Regions from separate parts of the Mus musculus genome. Here region 1 is linked to region 2. The links are chromatin contacts, called in public HiCAR-type maps. All regions are on one chromosome and are shown on one strand. Each heading gives the region's core, a stretch centred on a gene start, on an enhancer-like site or on the middle of the called end of the contact. The rest is flanking DNA. Distances are from core to core; before and after follow the strand shown.

Region 1 (5,424 bases), core at 419-2,918, 630 kb after region 2:
TCATTTGAGGTTTTTCGAAGCTTTCAAGCCAAGTTTATTTTTTGAAACTGTGCCTAAAGACTCCCAGAACTCTGTTGGTTCTTTCCAAAGCATACCCATCATTGAAATATAAATCCAAGTAGAAAACAAGTTTTATGTTCTTTGTTCCCTCAGCAAAGGTTCATCTACTACTACTTCTAAGTGTCAGGTAACATGTTAAGAGGTAAACATGAAGAGAAAAATAAAACATAACCCTGGCTTTAAATTGCTTCCCCACTTAAGATTAGTAAATAATATGAAGAATTACAGCCAAATAGCAAATGAGACCTCTAAACATCCTTATTTAAGTTACTGGATTTTAAGTTATATCTCCATAGAAACCAACTAAGTACTTACGGCATGTCAAATTATAATCCTAGCAATTGAGCCAAGTCCTTATTGTTACAAAGCTAGTAATTCCATCTAGACTGTGTAGTTGAGTCCTTATTCTTGACTATCACACTAAAGTCACCCAGAACTACAGAAATCTGGAGTATGGTAGCTTTAAAAGAAATTGTATGAATGTAACTTCTGAGGCTGGTAGACAGGAGTCCATCTATCTCAGTAAGAAGTGCACTGCAGTTTTTTGTTTGTCTGTTGATTTTATTTTCTTTTGTAGCAAAGGCTTTTTAAATTTTATTTATTTTTATTAGCTAGAGAAAGCACCCAAGGAGCTGAAGGGGTCTGCAACCCTATAGGTTGAACAACATATGAACTAACCAGTACCCCCAGAGCTCATATCTCTAACTGCATATGTAGCAGAAGATGGCCTAGTCGGCCATCACCTGGAAGAGAGGCCTCTTGGTATAGCAAAGGCTTTTTAATTAACCTATTTTACAAATGCACTAGAGAATCATGCAATGCTGTCTACCCTGAATGCAATTCTGGGCCACAAGTCTGCGTGCTCCTTTGCAACTGGACTTGTGGTAAGTAAAACTTTCATCTTGAACTGATTGTTTACTATGGTCTCTGCATTATCTTCAAATTAAAGAAACACTCCACCTTTTCTTCAATACTACTTTCATTATCAAATTTCCGGGGACTCAAGATGTCAAAGTAAGGATGTGGTGGGTCTTCCAGAGCAAAACTCCAGATTTCACTGGGTCTTCTGGTAGGAGCTGTGATCAACTCTGCTGACAGTTACAGGAGCCAAAAAACTGTCTATCATCTCTGTGAAGGGAATCAAGAGATGGCTGGACAGACTTCCTGCTGCTGCTGTGGGTGACATGGTGACAGCCACAGTTAAGAAACGCCAGCCAAACTAAGAGAAAACGTTCATCTAGTACTACAATTTTTAATCCAACAAGCTCTTTCAGTGGGATGGAGACTCATAGTTTCTCCCATCTCTTAGAGATCTCTTGTACCTGTTTTCTTACTGTCTTGATGTATACATCAACTTTAAACATTAAATGACAAGCTTACTTCATTGTATTGTCTTTCAAAAGAAAAAAGTTTTCCATCATGCCCTGCCTTGTATAGGGAACTGTCTCTTGTTTTCAGCACTTGGAACTGTGGCTCTGCACAATGGTTCTTTGGCAGTCTGAGGTCATAGACTTGGCTACGGGAAATTGTTCCCCTTCAACACTGGCCCACCCACCCCCATTCTGGACCCTGGGCGCTTCCATTGAGAAGGCTGAATACACAACAACAGAACCTCATTATTGCAGACACAGCCTTCACTGGGGGCATGGGTCACATTAGCTCCTTTGTTCTGCCCATTTTCTAAAACATTCCATCTCTTTCAATTTCCACATCTATTTCGTTAGCTTGCCCTCCCTCTTCTTTTGGCAAATCTACCCCTTTCTGCCTTGATGCACTTCCTCTATTATGCTACTTTCCCAGCAAAACAAAATTGAGCAAGTAAGCACACAGTAAAACGTCTAATGGCTGTTTGAGATGGATGCAATGTTGTGTGGGACTGATGGGAAGGGAGCAACTGCCTCCTGCTAAGAGGGTCACTGGCATTTCTGCCAGTGCCAGTAGACACAACAAATTCAGCTAAAATTTCTGGGTGTTGGAAAGATTACTCCAGAGGAGCAACAGTGAGCTTTCTTTTATCACCCCATGGGAGGTTGACCCTGTTGAAGAAAAGGAGCGTTCACCATTGGCACAACATAGAAAAATAAATATTGCCATATATGTTTCTCCATCCTTCACAGTGCTTCCTCTTGGTACATGGATGGGATGAAGAGTTAAACTATTTTATAATGGTGCTAAAGGCAATTACAATAGAATTTAACATGGCTTATTCACTACCTAGGCTACCCTTATCTAGATTTTGCTAACGTGTATCTACCAATCATTTCTAAGGGTAACAATGACATCTCTAGGTCTGTTTCATAGACAGCATCATGGAATAAAGTTTCAAAACAGATCTCCAATCTTTTCTAGATGAAGAAATACTAAATGTGGTATTTAAACACATCAAGAAAGTGAAAATACATTTTCATAGGGTATAAATCATATTTTTGCACCTATATTATCATGCCCTGCAGAAACCAAGATTCTAGAAGAGAAGAACCTTATACAGTTAGGAGGCAGGTATGTATCATAGAAGATGAAAACAAACTTGAGTCAAGATGTAGAAAAGAGAGTGAGTATATATAATATAGGCATTTACTCAGCTCCTCAACCACATCTACTTCTCTCTACTGTTGAATGTTATTCTTAACAAGAATCTCCTTAGGAAAGTATAAGCAGAAACAAAATTAATTAGGTGAAAATGCTGCGACATATATTTAAATTTTAATGATCAATTTTCTTGCTTTTGGTTGTCCTTGTAATTGTTCGATAGTCATTTTTCTGGTTTAAAAGAATTAAATTAATGATAATCAACTTGCACTAATTCTTTAAAGGAAAGGAACTGCAAGATTTTAAATGTTCTGCTAAAAATGAAGGCTACATTCCTTTATTTCCTCTTGATGTCTATTAATGTTCCTTTATGATTTGGCATACTTACCTCTGCAGTAAACGTTGGGAGTTATGTCACAAAGCTATCTGAGTAGGTATCAGCAATATACTGCAGTAAGGAGTAGCCCCTTTGTTCAACATTCTCAATGCTTATGCTAAACACTTGAGGGAAAGTAGGTGACTGGCTCATAAAATATGCAAGTAAAGGATGAGGACTAAGATCTATTTAAAGACTGTTTTTACATTGGTGTCCTCCAAATGGCAAACCATACATATGGGTGTTTTTGCATCTCAAAAAGAGCAAATAATCTTTTCCTGTGTGCTTTAAATAGTCCTGAATAGCATATAGGTGTGGAAAGCATATATTGTAATCAGTCACATTTCCTGTTTTGTGTCCAGTTTTTGATGCTGGGCTGCCTTGATTGCTTAATAAAGAAGGAAGGAAGGAAGGAAGGAAGGAAGGAAGGAAGAGAGAGAGAAAGAGAGAAAGAGAAAGAGAGAAAGAAAGAGAGAAAGAGAGGAAGAAAGGAAGAAAGAAAGAAAGAAAGAAAGAAAGAAAGAAAGAAAGAGAGAGAGAGAGAGAGAGAGAGAAAGAAAGAAAAGAGAGAGAGAAAGAAAAGAGAGAGAGAAAGAGAGAAAGAGAGAAAGGACCTGTCACCCTGTTTTCTTTTTGGAACTTTTCTGTTTCTTTTGAAATTAGTTACAGCCTGCATTCTGTAGTGTTTTGTACCCAGACTGACCTAATTTAACTACCATGATTTGTATGGTTTAAAGATAAATACTTTGATTCAGTTTGTCTACTTTGTGTTTGTTTCTCTCCCTTTCAAAGTGTCTATACTTTAGCATTCAAAACCCTTGCAATTTCTTTCTTTATTGAAAGGCAGCACTGGTCTTTCTAGTGGTGTCTTTAGTCACCCAGCTTTCTTTGATGTCACGTTCGCTTGCCCCATCCTCTGCTATATCTGGTGTGTGCTGGGAATTGTTGCCGTTTGTGGGATTCAGACAAAATTCTTTGACTTGAGCCACAGAGCATCATTACTGGCCATGTCTCTGCACAGAACAGACAGCCCCCAGTTAAAAATAGAAGCCAGGGAAGGAGACCAAAAGAGCATGGAAGAGAAACCCCAAGCGCATAAAAGCTGCAGTTAATGATTCAAGGCCACAGTACAGACTACCAGGCAGGCCCACGAAAGAATTAGACATTCAGTGAAGCTATTTAAAATGGAAAACCTATTTCTCTTATTGCAGATCCACCACAAGGCTTGCAAAGGAGTTGGGTTTCACTTTTGCTGGAGCTTTCTTCCTGGGTAAAAAAACATTCAGAAAGATTGTTCTTGGTTAAAAAACAAAAACAACATCAATTTAAGAAAACAAAACAAAAAAATCTACTCCCTCTCTATGAAGCTTTACGCTCTGTAAAATGACTATTATATTAACAACGGTTGTGAATCACCTAGACTGGGCTTTCCCAGGGGAGTGGCAGTAAGCTACTAACTTCCTCTGAGCTCACCGGGTAAGTCTCTGAAGGAATCTTTTGTTTTCACAGAACGGAGCACTTGCTGAATATGGAGAATAAGGCAGAGTATAAAATCAGACCAGTGGGCCCAAAGCAGGCCATGTCTTGCTACATGTGCCGTACAACCTTTTGCCCACTCCTGCAGACTCTCCTCAGCACACTCTCCTCAGAGCAGAGCCTTAGCAAACTGTCCCACAGAAAATGTGAATGGGGCCCATTCTGCCACATGCTGCACCATTTGAAATGGCACAAAAACTTGTTGTTCCACAAAACAGACCATTCAATTAAAAAAAAAAAAAAGTCAGAGAAAAAAATAAAAGAAATCCACGACTGCTGTTCCCTTCACAACCCTTTCTTTTGCTTGGGCATATGAAAAGAGATTTTTTTATCTTGCAAATTAAGGGTTTTTTTTTAATGTACTTACAAGGACATCATCACATAAAAAAATAAAAGCACTGTTTGAACTGTACCAAAAATATTGTACCTTAAACAAACAGAGGGAGGCTATTTACAAATCCCCAAAGCAAAACTTGCACATTAGCAGGGAGATAGCGTCAGTCCTCAGCATGCACAACCATAAGCATGGCCAAGAAAACCACTGCCATCGACACAGCTTTTCAGAGTCACAAATCTCTTGTACCTTATCATTAGGTAGAGAACATGAAGCAAAGTTAAAACAATGTCCAGAATCCTGCCACCATAGGCCATAGTTAATACTAAAAAATTGATAAACTTGTGAATGACAAATGTAATCCAAGGGAAATACAAGTCTCTGCTTTATCATAAGAAGTTTATGGATGAAGGTCAGTATTACAAATCTTGTCCTGAAGGAGCTGTGCTAAGTTTGTTCTGTAGAGTCAAGCAAAGAATCAAAGAACATGATTTTTTGAGTTACTGGTCCTATTGTGAGTCACACAAAATGCAGTACCTGGTATCAAACAAAGACAGCAAATGCTACCAACCATGAAGGACATACGTTT
Region 2 (5,550 bases), core at 1,773-4,272:
TTATGCAGAGATGCACATCCTAACACTCTCTACTCTAAGCAGTGTCTCCTAATATTATGAAAAAGTAGTAGACATTAGTCACTTAAGGAGTTGCTGATAGTCTCCTGCTACAAGACTACACTTCATAGCTTTTCTTAAATTTGGAGGCAAGGTTCCAAAGGGAAGGACTGTGGAAGGAAATGTGCTGCAATCATATTCACCCCTATAAAGGGTCCCAGCCATCATTCCCACAGATTTTCTCAGCTACACATGTTGGGGGGGGGGGGGGCTTATGTCCCCTTGCTGTGAATAAACATGATACTGACTGCTTAATATCAGACACCTCTAAATTTCTGCCTTCTCTCTCTTGAAGCCACCAAGGAAATCTAACACTACACCTATACACAGCAAAATACATACCTTTCAAGGTAGTTTTGAGTATTTGCCCTTATGGTCTACTTTCCTTTAAAGATTTATAACTGTTGCCTGCTAACATTCTGCAGAAATATAACTTCTGACAAAAAAAAGTCTGATCAATGTTTTTGAGATGCCAGAATATTACCCAGGGGACCAGTAAGCTAAAACTCACATTTATATTCCCTAAGAGCTACTACTTCTAAAATTCTTTTTTGATTAAAATTGACCAAAAGAGTTTTATTGCTTCTGAGGCCTTAGCTTCTATTGCTAATTCCACTCCTCCCCCAGTGTGGGAAAGGATCAGAGCAATTGAGACAGGTATCATCCAAGAAAAGGGAAACAATGCAGAACAGAGAAGGTCAGTTGCCAGCAACTTAATGCTCATCAGCAAGAAGAGAATTTGTAAGAAACAAAATCAAGTCAATTGGGCATGCTAGAAATTGCCTTTAAGGTCGAAGCAGGAGGAGCATAAGCTTGAGGCTAGTATATTCTATAGCAAGACAAAATGGAATCCCTAATACCAGCCTCCTCTTCCCCTCCTCCTCCTCCTCCTCCTCCTCCTCCTCCTCCTCCTCCTCCTCCTTCTTTTTGGTTTTTCAAGACAGGGTTTCTCTGTATAGCCCTGGCTGTCCTGGAACTCACTTTGTAGACCAGGCTGGCCTTGAACTCAGAAATCCACCTGCCTCTGCCTCCCAAGTGCTGGGATTAAAGGTGTGCACCACCACGCCCAGCTGAGAAAAGCTTCTTATCTATGGTGCTAGCTAGATGTCTTCTGACATTGGCTTCTACTTGTGTTCTTTTTTATATTCCTTTGATGATATTGATTTCAGACACAGGTATATTTCACCTCAAGAGTGAGATCAATAACTGAGAATGTGAAAGTGTAATCACTTGGACAGAAGTGAAGATATCCTAAGGAGAGCGACTTGTGTCCCTTCCTTGGTCTATCTGCTGTTCAACTCATGGTTCCCATTGGAATTTCCTCAGGAATCTCAGCCTTGAGCTTTTCTAGTTGCCAGCCTGAGGAGGAACTGTTTCAGGAAAGATTCCCCAGAGACAATCCTGATGGGTATGACCGCACTTCCACCAGTACTGCCCCTATTTGCTACTGCTTAGTAATATATGCAACTCTCGCCCTCTATTTAAGTGTAAACCGATAGAGAAGAAAATGCGAAGTTTCCCAGAACCATTTGTTTATCCTCCCAATGTGTTCAACTGTAATCCAGACAGATCCAGCCACCTGATTTTTGACATGGTTGTCCAAAATATACATCAGAGAAAAAGATAACCCCTTTAAAAAGAATGCTTGGAAAACTGGAGGTACACAAGTAGAATGAAACTAGGTTCCTGTCTCGTCCCCTGTACAAACTCCAAAGGGATCACTGAGTAAAAATATTTTATTAATGTATTTATTTTTTGTGCATCTCTGTGTGTGCACATGTGTGTGTGAGTGTGTGTGGTGTGTGTGTGTGTGTGTGTGTGTGTGTGTGTGTGTGTGTGTGTGTGTGTGTGAGAGAGAGAGAGAGAGAGAGAGAGAGAGAGAGAGAGAGAGACTGATCATGTGTGGAGGTCACAGGATATCCCTCAGGAGTACTCTCCTTCTACCAGGTGGTTTCTGAGGATTGAAGTTAGGTCACCAGCTTACTGGAAGGACTTTTATCCACTGAGCCATATTTCTTGACCATGAATAAAATATCTTAATGTAAGACCTGAAAGTCTGAAACTGTTAAAAACAAACAAACAAACAAAAAACAATGTAAAGAAAATTCTTCAAGGTCTAGGCACAGACACACAATTCCTGGACAAGTCTCCAGGATGTAGGAACAATCATAAGAACTGACAAATGAAGCTTCACTAAATGAACGCTGCCTCACAGCAAAGGAAACTGTTAAGATGTGAACAAACAGATTTCAGAATGGGAGAGGAATCTTTGCTGACTGTAGATCTGTCAGAGGACAGATGCGCTTTTACAAGGATTTGTTACTGTTTTAATTGGGCTGTACTTACAGAATGCCAACTACAATAACTCTGCTCTTCTAAACAAAAGCAGTGCTTAGAAGCAATTAACATTAAATAGCACTAAAATTTACATTTAAAACCTTGGTTTAGTTTAGTTGGGTTTTGTTGTTTTGTTTTGACATGGGTGGTAGAGATAGGTCTCATTATAGCCTAGAGTAGCATCAAATGCTGTATGTTGCAGAGAGTGGCTTTGAACTCCTAATCACCCTGCCTCTCTTCTGAGAATTGGGATAGCAGATTTATGCCAGCACCCCTAGCTTGAATTAAAAAGCCAACCATAACACACCCAAATTCTGAGACGTCAGCTTGTCCTACTTGCCGTCTACATGGGTGGGATATCAACATTTGATCAGCCATTTGGCCATCTGTAAATTGTTAAAAGTCCAGCAGTTGAGCTTCTGCGGAACTGGTGATTGGGGCTGTTTTTTAGCCACTGAACAATGGCTCTTGGCTCCGTACCCACGTTCCTTAAAGGGATAAAGGCCAGAACCGGCACCTTACAGACTCAGACAAAGATTCTGAAAGTAAAAGTCTTGATTTATGACTCCGTGGTCAGGAAAGAGGTGCATCTGACACAGAGAGAGTCCTTTCAAAGGGAAATAAAAGGGGAAGGGAGGCAGGAAGCAGAGCAGAGAGAAGCCTTGAAGGACTCACACAACTGCTGCTTAATTAGCATAAGAGAAACACGAGTTGGCAAGGAGGAAGGTCAGTGCGCAGTCTGAGTTGAGAGCAGCTTGAGCCCTCACTGCGCCAGACAAGAGAGATCTTCAAGAGCAAAGAGACTCCAGACACTTAAGATAGCTTTGACGTTTGGCTTTTAGTGTTCTCAAAAGAGACCAAACAAAGACAGTATACAACAACCTGGGGTAAACCCCATAACCTTAGCTCTTAGGAACAGTTCACTTTGCTAAACAAGAGGATTCTGAAGGATAACCCTTGCCGTGGGAGCCAGAGCATTAGTACAGCTGTCTTCAGGAGAGTTCTAGAAAAACATACTTTTGCCTTCTTTGCTAGAAGGAATCATTTTAAAGAGGATGCCCCACTTTCTGTTAGAAGGACAGGATTTTAGCTACAATTGTTACAGCAAATTTGGGGTGGGGGTTGGGGGGAGGTCTGACCAGAATCACCGCGTGACAGCAAGGAAGTTTTGCATTGTGCAAGTATACCTTGCCTTTCTACAATAGAGCTCTAAAAACCATAGACTGTTTCTGATCATCAAGGCCTGCCATGCTTGAGCGATGGGATAGGCTTTCTCCTAAAGAGCCGAGTCTAATCTCCCGCAAGAAGGTCATCCTGTGCTCCAGCCACAGACCTGACCAAGGACTCTTGCCTGTGTGGGAATCATCCAGAGCTGCCTCTCCCCCGCCCTCTCCTCCTTTCATCCTCCAGGGCCTCTATTCTGTTCTCAGCTCCTCTGCCCTATCCAGTATGGGATGCTGGAGGCTGAGGACCTTGTACCTGGGGCTGCCCCTTGTCCACCACCCTCCGTGTGGGGTCAGTGGCTTAACACAGCAAGATGCCCATCCTGGGCCGTGTGGAAAGCCTGTGCAGTCCTTCCTTGTCCGCCTGCCCGCCCAGAGCACCGGAACTCTGGCAGGATTCATCTTCTCTCCCACTCCCCTCTTTCCACCACACCCACGGCCCCGCAATGCATCACTAACCATTTATCTCATATGCACTAAGAATTCTTTCTATGTCAACATATTATTATTATTACTATTACTATTTTTATTATACTCCCCCCATTGAAAAATGGATTTTTTTTCTTGAATAATCTATCTTGGTTTCCCCTGTCTCTACTCCTCCCAGCTTCTCCCACCTACCTTCCCATCCAGGCACACTGCTTTTGTGTCTCTCATTAGGACAAATAGACTTCTATGGAATAGTAAAAAATAAAATGAAACAAAAACTAACACATTAGAATTGTATTTTAAAAAGGAAAAAAGGGCTGGTGAGATGGCTCAGTGGGTAAGAGCACCTGACTGCTCTTCCGAAGGTCCGGAGTTCAAATCCCAGCAACCACATGGTGGCTCACAACCATCCGTAACGAGATCTGACTCCCTCTTCTGGAGTGTCTGAAGACAGCTACAGTGTACTTACATATAAATAAATAAATCTTAAAAAAAAAAGAAAAAAAAAAAAGAGAAGGCACACACTTAGGAATCTCATACATTGGAAAATCATACATTCATATATACGGTAAAAGGAAAGAAGATATATAAATAAAAATTTTAAAAATAATAAGAAAAAAGAAAAGAAAAAGAGTCCTGGCATGCTGTTATGAAACAAACAGGGAACCGTCGAAGACTCTTTTGAGTTCATTTTTTTGTTGGCTATTTACTAATGGGCATTCAGCCTATACATAAAAGTAGTTGGTTTCACCAGTGGGACTCCCTTGGAGAGAACTAAATTTTAATTTACATTGGCTATCAATTTGAACTTGCTTCTGGATTATGGATGGGGGATGCGCCCACTTTTCCTTTCAGCTCTAGGACTCCAACTGATGCAGACCAATACAAGCCTTGTGCATACTGCCTTATTCATTAAGAATGTTGTTCGTGTATATTTGTGTTCTGCTGTCATCTGTAGTGTGTCACATATTGTACCATATGATATTATGTAATCACTTTGTCTTTAAATATATTTTTATTTCATTGCTTAAGGATTTCATATTCCTATACAATGTGTTTTGATCAAATCCATTCCCGACCCCTTCCCAGAACTTCCACTGGGTTCCCCTCCCAGTTTAGTTTAGTTTTTTAAATCACTGAATCCAATTCTGCCCTTATATGCATGGGTGTAAGGCTAACGCCAACCACTGGACTTTAGTGACCTACTCAGGTTGACACACCTACTCAGGCTGACACATTTGACAGATATTTGGTGTTTGCAGTGAATTAGTTAATCTGCTTTGGCTCCCAGTGGGTCGACAGCTGCAAGGTGCCCAAGAGCTCTGGATTCGAGAATGAAACACACACACACACACACACACACACACACACACACACCAACTAATTTTGGTATGCCTTGACTAGCTCAATGGTTGGACACTTTTTTGTTTGTTTGGTTTTTGTTTTTCGAGACAGAGTTTCTCTGTGTAGCTCTGGCTGTCCTGGAACTCACTTTGTAGACCAG

The links. HiCAR-type assays count read pairs that join an accessible place to other places.
Region 1: a HiCAR-type map of astrocytes shows a contact between it and region 2, with 5 times the contacts expected there. The contact joins two enhancer-like sites. A contact is called at or near these places in 6 of 39 promoter capture datasets (the HPC-7 cell line, cranial neural crest, frontonasal cranial neural crest and 3 more), 2 of 115 datasets of contacts at active chromatin or transcription factors (acute myeloid leukemia and astrocytes) and 2 of 9 other capture datasets (liver and macrophages).

What each region holds. Positions count from the first base shown.
Region 1 is chr6:66,397,678-66,403,101 of GRCm38.p6, forward strand. No RefSeq gene overlaps it. Among named protein-coding and RNA genes, the nearest start is that of 2610300M13Rik, 66 kb to the right of the region's middle. Within about 2 kb of position 1,669, at least 44 of the 459 cell types and tissues checked have an H3K27ac peak or open chromatin away from gene starts, as enhancers often do. A contact at or near this core is called in astrocytes, where this site is marked.
Region 2 is chr6:65,762,244-65,767,793 of GRCm38.p6, forward strand. No RefSeq gene overlaps it. Among named protein-coding and RNA genes, the nearest start is that of Prdm5, 14 kb to the right of the region's middle. Within about 2 kb of position 3,023, at least 82 of the 459 cell types and tissues checked have an H3K27ac peak or open chromatin away from gene starts, as enhancers often do. A contact at or near this core is called in astrocytes, where this site is marked.